3 separate regions of the Mus musculus genome follow, and regions 1 and 2 are each linked to region 3. The links are chromatin contacts, called in public HiChIP or PLAC-seq and promoter capture Hi-C maps. All regions are on one chromosome and are shown on one strand. The core of a region is the stretch at or near the end of the contact, and the rest is flanking DNA. Distances in the headings are between cores, read along the strand shown. Region 1 has its middle 5.2 kb from the start of Mefv. Region 2 holds the start of Crebbp (CREB binding protein). Region 3 holds the start of Eef2kmt (eukaryotic elongation factor 2 lysine methyltransferase).

What was found. Promoter capture Hi-C pulls out the DNA fragments that hold promoters and counts their contacts. HiChIP or PLAC-seq counts read pairs in DNA pulled down with a chosen protein or histone mark.
Region 1: a contact with region 3 is called in an HNF4G HiChIP or PLAC-seq map of pancreatic cancer cells. The contact joins the enhancer-like site here to the promoter of Eef2kmt in region 3. A contact is called at or near these places in 2 of 39 promoter capture datasets (liver and pre-B cells), 2 of 484 Hi-C or Micro-C datasets (double positive thymocytes and liver) and 1 of 115 datasets of contacts at active chromatin or transcription factors (pancreatic cancer cells).
Region 2: a contact with region 3 is called in a promoter capture Hi-C map of pre-B cells, with 5 times the contacts expected there. The contact joins the promoter of Crebbp here to the promoter of Eef2kmt in region 3. A contact is called at or near these places in 3 of 39 promoter capture datasets (neutrophils, pre-B cells and stem cell-derived epiblast-like cells), 1 of 484 Hi-C or Micro-C datasets (regulatory T cells), 1 of 115 datasets of contacts at active chromatin or transcription factors (pancreatic cancer cells) and 1 of 9 other capture datasets (liver).

Annotation. Positions count from the first base shown.
Region 1 is chr16:3,721,925-3,724,684 of GRCm38.p6, forward strand. No RefSeq gene overlaps it. Among named protein-coding and RNA genes, the nearest start is that of Mefv, 5.2 kb to the left of the region's middle. Within about 2 kb of position 1,492, at least 118 of the 459 cell types and tissues checked have an H3K27ac peak or open chromatin away from gene starts, as enhancers often do. A contact at or near this core is called in pancreatic cancer cells, where this site is marked.
Region 2 is chr16:4,212,103-4,214,802 of GRCm38.p6, forward strand. Crebbp (CREB binding protein) reads right to left here and starts at 1,302. Exons shown (of 31, transcript NM_001025432.1): 1 at 1,037-1,302. The coding sequence starts at 1,121.
Region 3 is chr16:5,254,464-5,257,235 of GRCm38.p6, forward strand. It overlaps Eef2kmt (eukaryotic elongation factor 2 lysine methyltransferase), which reads right to left and starts at 1,493. Exons shown (of 8, transcript NM_027446.2): 1 at 1,378-1,493. The coding sequence starts at 1,473. Gm15983 (a long non-coding RNA gene) reads left to right here and starts at 1,500. Exons shown (of 3, transcript XR_003951974.1): 1 at 1,500-1,548.

The DNA.
Region 1 (2,760 bases), core at 242-2,741, 1.5 Mb before region 3:
TTTAGGATAGGTAAAGATCCTTTCCCAATCTGTTGGTGGTCTTTTTGTCTTATTGACGGTGTCTTTTGCCTGGCACAAGCTTTGCAACTTTATGAGGTCCCATTTGTCGATTCTCGATCTTACAGCACAAGCCATTGCTGTTCTATTCAGGAATTTTTCCCCTGTAAAGACAATATTTTGCTGGGTGAGTTTGTAGAGGAAAAGTTTAGGAGGCAGTGCATGAGGAAGAGTGTTCTCTATCCAACCATTGTGTGGAGGCTAAAGTCACAAAATGGAGGGTGCCCTTGACTAGAGATAGGTACTTTTTCTGTTCCTGGGGAGTTCACATCCTAATCATGGAAGACTGGCAGTACCAAAGAAAAGGATTCAGTAACCTTTGAACTATTTATTGTGAGAAATGTCATATAACAACAGAGACAGTCACAGACACTAGGTGGGAGAAGTCTGAGATGGCTTCTGGCTTGTTTGGTTGAGGCCACGTGTTCTCATTTAGAAGTGTGTGTGGAACTCCTTATGTAGGATGATGGCTGTGAACTCCTGACCCTCTGCCTCCACCTTTCAATGTTCACATTAGTGCTTGGATGCCACACCAGGCTTTTTGAGGTTTTCGTTTGTAATGGGCTTTCATATAAGTCGGGGTCTCCCTGAGCTTTCTATGTACCTAAGAATAGCCTTGATCTCATCATGCCTCCTAAATGCTGGGACTTACAGGCATGCACTGACACCTCAGGCTATTTGATTTTTGATGAAGGGATAGTTTCTTTGTTTTGAAATTGGTTCTCAAAAATTGAGGGATGTGTGTAATAGCCCAGAGTCTTGAAATGCTGGAAAATTACCCTTTGTAAGAAACTTTCCTGTAGGTTTACATTACTCAAAGAAAATAGCTCCCCTTGCAAAGTAAATTAAGGCAAACCAATCAGAACTTTTCCAAATGCCAGGGCCAAAAAGTGGGAGTGGGTGGGTAGGGGAGTGCGGGGAGGTTATGGGGGAGGGTATGGGTTTTGGGATAGCATTGGAAATGTAAATGAGGAAAATACCTAATAAAAATATTTTTAAAAAGTACACGGAAAAAAAAGAAAGAACTTTTCCAAGCCCTTGTTGAAAAATATTGAGTTTACTCAAAACGTCAAATAGAACAACAACAACAAAAAAAGTCCATGTCCTCTTTTACACAGGGTTCCTATCGCTGTGATAAACACCATGATCTAAACCAAGTTGGGGAAGTAGGAATTTATTTGGCTAAACTTCCACATCACAGCCTACCATCAAAGGAACTTGAGGCAGGAACTGAAGAAGCCACAGAGAAATGCTCTCTGGTTTGTTCACTCCACTTGCTTTGTTATACACCCCAGGACCACCTTCCCAGGGATAACCGGCCCACAGTGAGCTCAGATGGTTCACATTGACTGAGGTCTCCCTGAATGCCAGGCAGCTGTCTGCTTCTGGTGTGAGAAGTGGTGAGGATTTGTGGCATGAAGGCTGGTGCAGGTTCCTCCCATCTGTGACTCCTTCTTGACTCATCAGGAAACTCCTTCGAGCACCTACCACAGAATGGGGCTGGGAAGGGGGATTTCCAGCCGCATAGTTTGCCATTGCAACCACTTCTTTTGTAACACAGGCAATTCTGAGTCAGAGACTTCTGGAAGGCAGTGTTTTGATGTGGCTAGGGTATTCCTAGGTCAAGAGAGACTTGCAAAAGTTTCATTTTTAGGGGCTTCTGATAAAATGAGAAAATAGGATTAAAGCCGTGGTGATATTTTTTTTGGCTTCTTTTTTTCTCACATTTTTATTAGATATTTTCTTTATTTACATTTCAAATGTTATCCCCCTTTCCTAGTTTTCCCTCTGAAAATTCCCCAACCCACCCACTCCCACTCCTGGCCCTAGCATTCCTCTATACTGGGGCATAGAACCTTCACAGGACCAAGGGCCTCTCCTCCCATTGATGACCGAAGCCATCCTCAGCTACATATGCAGCAAGAGCCATGAGTCCCACCATGTGTTTTCTTTGATTGGTGATTTAGACCCACGGAGCTCTGGGGTACTGGTTAGTTCATGTTGATGTTCCTCCTATGGGGCTGCAAACCCCTTCAGCTCCTTGGGTACTTTCTCTAGCTCCTTCATTGGGGACCTGTGCTCCGTCCAATGGATGACTGTGAGCATCCACTTCTGTATTTGCCAGGCACTGGCAGAGCCTCTCAGGAGACAGCTATATCAGGCTCCTGTCAGCAAGCTCTTGTTGGCATCTGCAATAGTGTCTGGGTTTGGTGGTTGTTTATAGGATGGATCCCCAAGTGGGGCAGTCTCTGGATGGTCATTCCTTCAGTGACAGCAGATGCTGACGAGGATGTGGATAAAGGGGAATACTCCTCCAGTGCTGGTGGTTTTGCAAGCTGGTACAACCACTCTGGAAATCAGTTTGGTGGTTCCTCAGAAAATTGAACATAGTTCTACCAGAAGATCCAGCAATAAGAAGATCCAGCAATACCACTCCTGGGCATATACCCAGAAGATGCTCCAACTTGTAATAAGGACACATGCTCCACTATGTTCATAGCAGCCTTATTTATAATACCCAGAAGCTGGAAAGAACCCAGATGTCCCTCAACAGAGGAATGGATACAGAAAATGTGGTACATTTATACAATGGAATATTACTCAGCCATTAAAAACAAAGAATTCACGAAATTCTTAGGCAAATGGATGGAACTAGAAATTATCATCCTAAGTGAGGTAACCCAATCACAAAAGAACACACAT
Region 2 (2,700 bases), core at 52-2,551, 1.0 Mb before region 3:
CAGGAGCACTTCAAACTGAAGCCGTGAAATCTAAGTTTTGTTTCAAAAGCAGAAATATTTTTAAATACACTTGTATAAAGTCACAGAGTTCCACAACTTGAACATCTGTATCTAGCGCCAATCTGCAGGCAGCAATGTAATTTGATTTGGACCCATTCATCAGAAACTGATTTTCAGATGCCGCTACAAGTACGTACTGGAAAAGTGCTAGCTGCGCTGAGCCGGCATTGTTCACAGCAGCATACGAGTTTATATTTCGAAGGAGAGCTTAAAAGGGGAAATACGAATAATTGGCAAGGTTATCAGAGCTGTCCAGAAGTACTCTGAATTACTGAATGAACAGGGAAGTCTTGGGTACCCGATCCGATCACCTAAGAAAGTTTGCACGGAAGCTATTTTGTGAGTTGGGGAAAAGATTTAAGATTATCTTGCTTTTCTCTTTCCCTGAAAGATTCAAAGTCCTTAATTTTTTAATTTTTCATCTCCAGTGTAAAACCATTCCAACCTCAAAGGCAGACTGGAGCCCAAATGGACTTTTAAAAGCCTGCTAGCTTCTTTTTAAGGTTACGTATGTAAATGAAAGACACCACAGCAACTTTGATGACAACTCGCACATGAGGTTTGGGGTTTTGGAGAAAAAAAAATACTAGGTGATCAAAAAAAAAAAAAAATCAAGACTTTCTAAATAACCACTAAGCGTTTTCCCAAGCAACACATTCCAAGAAACTTCTCCGTCGCAACTCGTCGCAACTAAGAAGGCAGCAGCTGTGTCCGCGACTGCACCGCCTAGAGTGGGGGGTCCGATCCTGAAAGCCCTCATTGCCTCTGGTCGCATTCTCTTACTCCAAACCTCCAAGGTCCCCTCCGCTGTCATCCCGGCCGGCCACGCGTGCGGACACTAGACCGCGCCCCCGCTTCACTTTTCCTCCCGACCAGGGAAGCGCATCCCAAGGCCCGGGACAGAGTCTCTGGCCACTGCGACCCTCAACCCCCTCCCTGCCCCGAACTCTGACAGCGAGCCTAGACCCAGCCTCACCTGTGTTGTCATTCGCGGAGAAGCCGGGCGAGCTGAGTTTGGCTCGTTTGGGGTTGGGCGGTCCGTCCAGCAAGTTCTCGGCCATCTTCACCTGCTCGCGGAAACAGCCCTGAGCGCGGGCGGCGCGACGCGGCCCGGACGGGGGTCGGGCCGGCGGCTGCGAGCAGGCGAGCCAGCGAGGAGCGAGCGCAGGAGCGCGGGCCGGGCCGCGGAGGGCGCAGGCCGGGTGGGGGAGGCGGCGGCCAAATCTCAGCCTCAGCAACAGCGCCCCGCAGCGCTCACCGCCCGCCCCCGGCCGCCGCCGCCGCCGGCCGCGGCCCCCTCATCCCCTGCCCGCCTCCCGAGCGCGACACTCCGCGGCCCGGGCACCCAAGCGGCCCGGCCGCCTCCGCGGGCCCGGCTGGCAGCGACGGCGCCCGGCCCCGCGGCTCAGGCGGCGCCCGGGAACATGGTGGTACCGCCGCCGCCTCGCCGCCACCCCCCCCCCCCGCGCGCCCCACTTAATGAATTCGCCCGCGGCCGGACGACCGGGGGGCTTTGGGCTCCGCCGCCCGCCCGCGGCCCGCCGCCGCCGTGAGGAAAAACAATGCGCCGAGCGGGGCCGCCGCCGCGCCGCGGCCCCCCCACCCCGTGCCGCCGCCGCCGCCGCCGCCGCCGCCGGGCTCCGGGAGGCCGAGACGAGAGGCGAGCGGGGCCGCCGGGGCGGGCGCCGAGGGCCGGGCGGAGCGGGCCGGCCAGGCGGAGCGGGGTGCGCGGGCGGTTGTGGGGCCCGGGACCGGCGGGGCCGAGTAGATCGCGCTCGAAGCCCCGGTCGGATCCGCGACAAGATGGCGGCTGTTGATTCCTCAATTAAAAAAAAAAAGAAAGTTTTTTTTCTTCTCTTTCCAGAGCCTGAACGGGGAGGGGGAGGGGGCGGGGCACGCTTGTACGTCACCCCCCCCGCGGCGTCACCACGCACGGCCCCCGCCCCGCCCCTCCACCTGCGCCGGCCGCGGCGGAAAGAGCCGAGCGCGCTCGGGTGGAAGGGTCGAAGGCACGGCGGCGATGCGTGAGGCGACGGGCTGCGGTGCTAGGCCCGGCCTGCGGGACGCCAAGTGCGCAGAGCAGACGGCCACTTTTGTTCTGACGCTGTCAGTAACGCGGCACGCGCGGGGAGGGCGCCCTGGGCTCGAGCCTAGACCCCCCCCCCCGCCAGGCTCGGAGTCAGCGCTGATCCGGGCCCAGCCCGTCCGGTCCCGCCCCGCCCCGGCAGCTCTGGCTCTTCGCAGCTCCTTGCTTGCGAGCCTCCAGGGTGACATCGGACTAAGAAGACGCCACCGCAACCTGCGCCTCTTCCCCGCGCCCTATGCTAGTAATGGCGAAGTGGCGCCTGCAGGTTACAGAGGGTCCTCGGGTCTGTGTGCAGATGGGGAAACTGAGGCAGGAAGGGGCAAAGCAACTTTCTCTAAGATCACTGAGGGAGAAAATGACAGGCCGAGAGTCCACCCCTTCCTTGTGCTTCCCAAGTTTGCAAGGGCACCGCAAGGCTCTTGAGCGCCCACTCCCAAGCCCAAAAACGATAGGGCCAGGTCCAATGTCCAACGCTGTCACCTGAAGGGAGAGGCTGTCAGCTCTACCTCCTGGATCTGAGATGGGCCCAGGTACCAAGACCAAGGGCTTCGATC
Region 3 (2,772 bases), core at 243-2,742:
CACGCCCCCTAGTGGCGTAGCGGAAGGATGGCTGGGATGGAACAAGAGGCAAAGCCGTGATTGGTTCAGACACCTACACAGCCTGCTGCTGTGGTCAAAGAGGGAGTAGACTGTAAGGAACCCTCCCGCGCTACCTCCTGGGAAGAGTCTCTTGCCTACTTTAGTAGTGCGGGCTGCGGGGGTAACAAGGAGAAAGCAGACCCAGTCAAGGCTCAACAGTGGACGGCAGAATTGTAAAAGCAGACAGGCTGGCCATGGTCAAGAGCTAATGAATCCGCACTTCCAAGACCTGCACAAGAGCTGTATGTTTCTAAGGGCTGCTGCCAAGGGCTGAAGAAATCCAATACCTTGGCCTGCTGGGAAGCTCGCAGCCAAAAATGTCCTAAGAACTCCCGGAGGGCCAAGGGCCCTACACTCAAGAAACCTGCAATTACTGGTCTTGTCTGCCTACAGCCGGCACAGAAAAACACAGTCAGCAGAGATCAGCACTCCCAGAACTTTTTGTCTATCTATGATTTCTAGCTGGGCAAAGGAAAAGAAGTCCAGCTGTTTAGTAGCAAGAGGCTGCTATCATTGTATCCTTTACTGTATTAATTAGAAATGATGGCACAGAGATGTAGCCTCTTGTAAAGTCCCACAGCACACAGGGGGTTGAATTAGAACTATAAGCAGGAAGCTGGCCTCCCCGGCCAGAGCTCTGATTCTTTCCTTCTTAAACTCCTGGTCAAATGGAGTGACCACAGACGCCAGTGCTGTGCACTGTGGGTGACCCTGAGCAAGTACTTAGCACAGCACATGAACTATTATTACAGTTGACATTGAATAAGGACTTATATGTTATTCGGGTTTCGTTTTGCGTTAAGACCAGAGATATTTTATGTCGATGAAATAATACAACTACCCAAACCACCCAACGAAACCGGGTAGACTCTGGAGGAATACAAATCTATAGTAACTCATGCCGGTGAGCTCACCGCACAAGAGTTAACAGCGAGGCACGCTCTAAAGGATCCTCGCGTCCGAGCTGCAGGTCCCCAGGCCACAGGGAAGCACCATTTTCAGTCCGAACTCCCTCTGAGACGGTTCTGCCTGAAGCCTGCCCTTCGGATGGGGACCTGGCCTCCTTTTCAGGAGAGCGCGGCTCTTGCCATTTGAAGACGTTTAGTTTTTCAAAGTTGTTTTGCAGTCGCCAAGATGACCGATTACTGGCTTAAAAGTTGCTAAAATAATCCAGCCCGGTTCGTGACCCTGTAAACCCTGCCGGGGAAGGGCCCGCCTGCCTCCCCCAGTCCAGCGGTGAGCAAAGGCGGCCCGAGACTCCCGGCCCCGCCGCCCGTGGTGCTCGACCCTGATACCCGCCGCACGCCCGCCGCCCACCTGCCAGGGAAAGGAGGGCAGCGCGCGAGCCGCCAGGAAGCGGCGCTCGAAACTCTGCAGCAGAGACGTGGCCCCCTCGTGGTCCTCAGGCGCCATCGCGGGGCAGGGCCAGGGTTGCCTGGAAACGGGCGGAAGCGAGGCCTGAGACGGAGGAGGCGTGGCAACTAGGAGGTAAGATGTGGGCGGGGGCTAGTCTATGTTCCGGCCCAGGAGGCGGGGCAAGATGGTGCCCGCGGGGCGGGGAGTACGGTGGGGCAGGGTTAGAGGCGGACCGGGCCGGGTTGGGCCTGACTGGGGAGCGTTTTAAACAGTTCCTGGAGCTGGAGCTGGCAACTTGGAGGCGAAGCCTAGACTGGCTTGGGGGCGGGGCTCAGAGGGCGGTCCTTGGCAGGAACTGGGGGTTGGAAGGTGGGCCCGAGCGGGAATGGGGGTGGGGCTGAGATTGAGGTTGAGCAACTCTTAGCCGGTTGTCTTTGGGTGGTCTGGGGCGAGCTCAGATCAGCCGGGGGCGAGGCTAGGGTGGGTCTGCCCTCGAAGTAGCCGAGGAAGATTTTTGGAGGGGTCTAACCCCACCTGGGTGTTAGGAAGTGATACCTGGGATCCTTCAGCCTACCTGCGCACGCACACGCGCGAGTGCGCGCGTGTACACACACACATCCACGAAGCCAGGTCAGCATAGGGGACCAAGGAGTTGGTCTTTATTCCCTGAACTGGGTTCATTTAAATAAAATGAACTGAGATTGTTTCTGTGGGGTTTCATCTTTTAATTTCTTTACGTTATTTGTGTATATGTGTTCACACACACACACACATATAACAGTAACAGTATCTGCTCTGAAAATTAGTGCACAGAATTGCAGAGGCTTCCAGCAGGAGTTTTGTTTCATCTTGCAAGGAATAGAATCTGAACTAAGAGTGGGAGTTAGCTGCAGTGGGTGGCAGAGTATTCTGTTCAAAGTCCCTAGAGTTGAAAGGCAGGACACTGGCAAGCCACCCCTGTTGTCCTCCAAGTGTGCACTGTCATTCAAGGTGTAACAGTTCAGTTTAGCAAATGTCTCAAAATCTCCATTTGGAAGCTTCTAGAGCTAGCTTGTTAAATATACTTGCAGAATGTTGATGAAGGGGACAGATTGTATCCCATTACCTCCTTTAGACAAGAAATCCTGAGGTTTGTTTTGGAGAACAACAGAAGGGAATTAATTACAGTCAGGTCTGTGACCCTCCAAAAATCCAGGCCAGCATAGGGGACCAAGATGGGATTGGTCTTTTATTCCCTGAGCTGACTTGATTTAAATAAAATGAACTATGATTGTTTCTGTGGGATTTTGCCTTTTAATTTCTTTACATTGATTATTTGTGTATGTGTGTGTTTGTGATCCACCACACATAAATAGA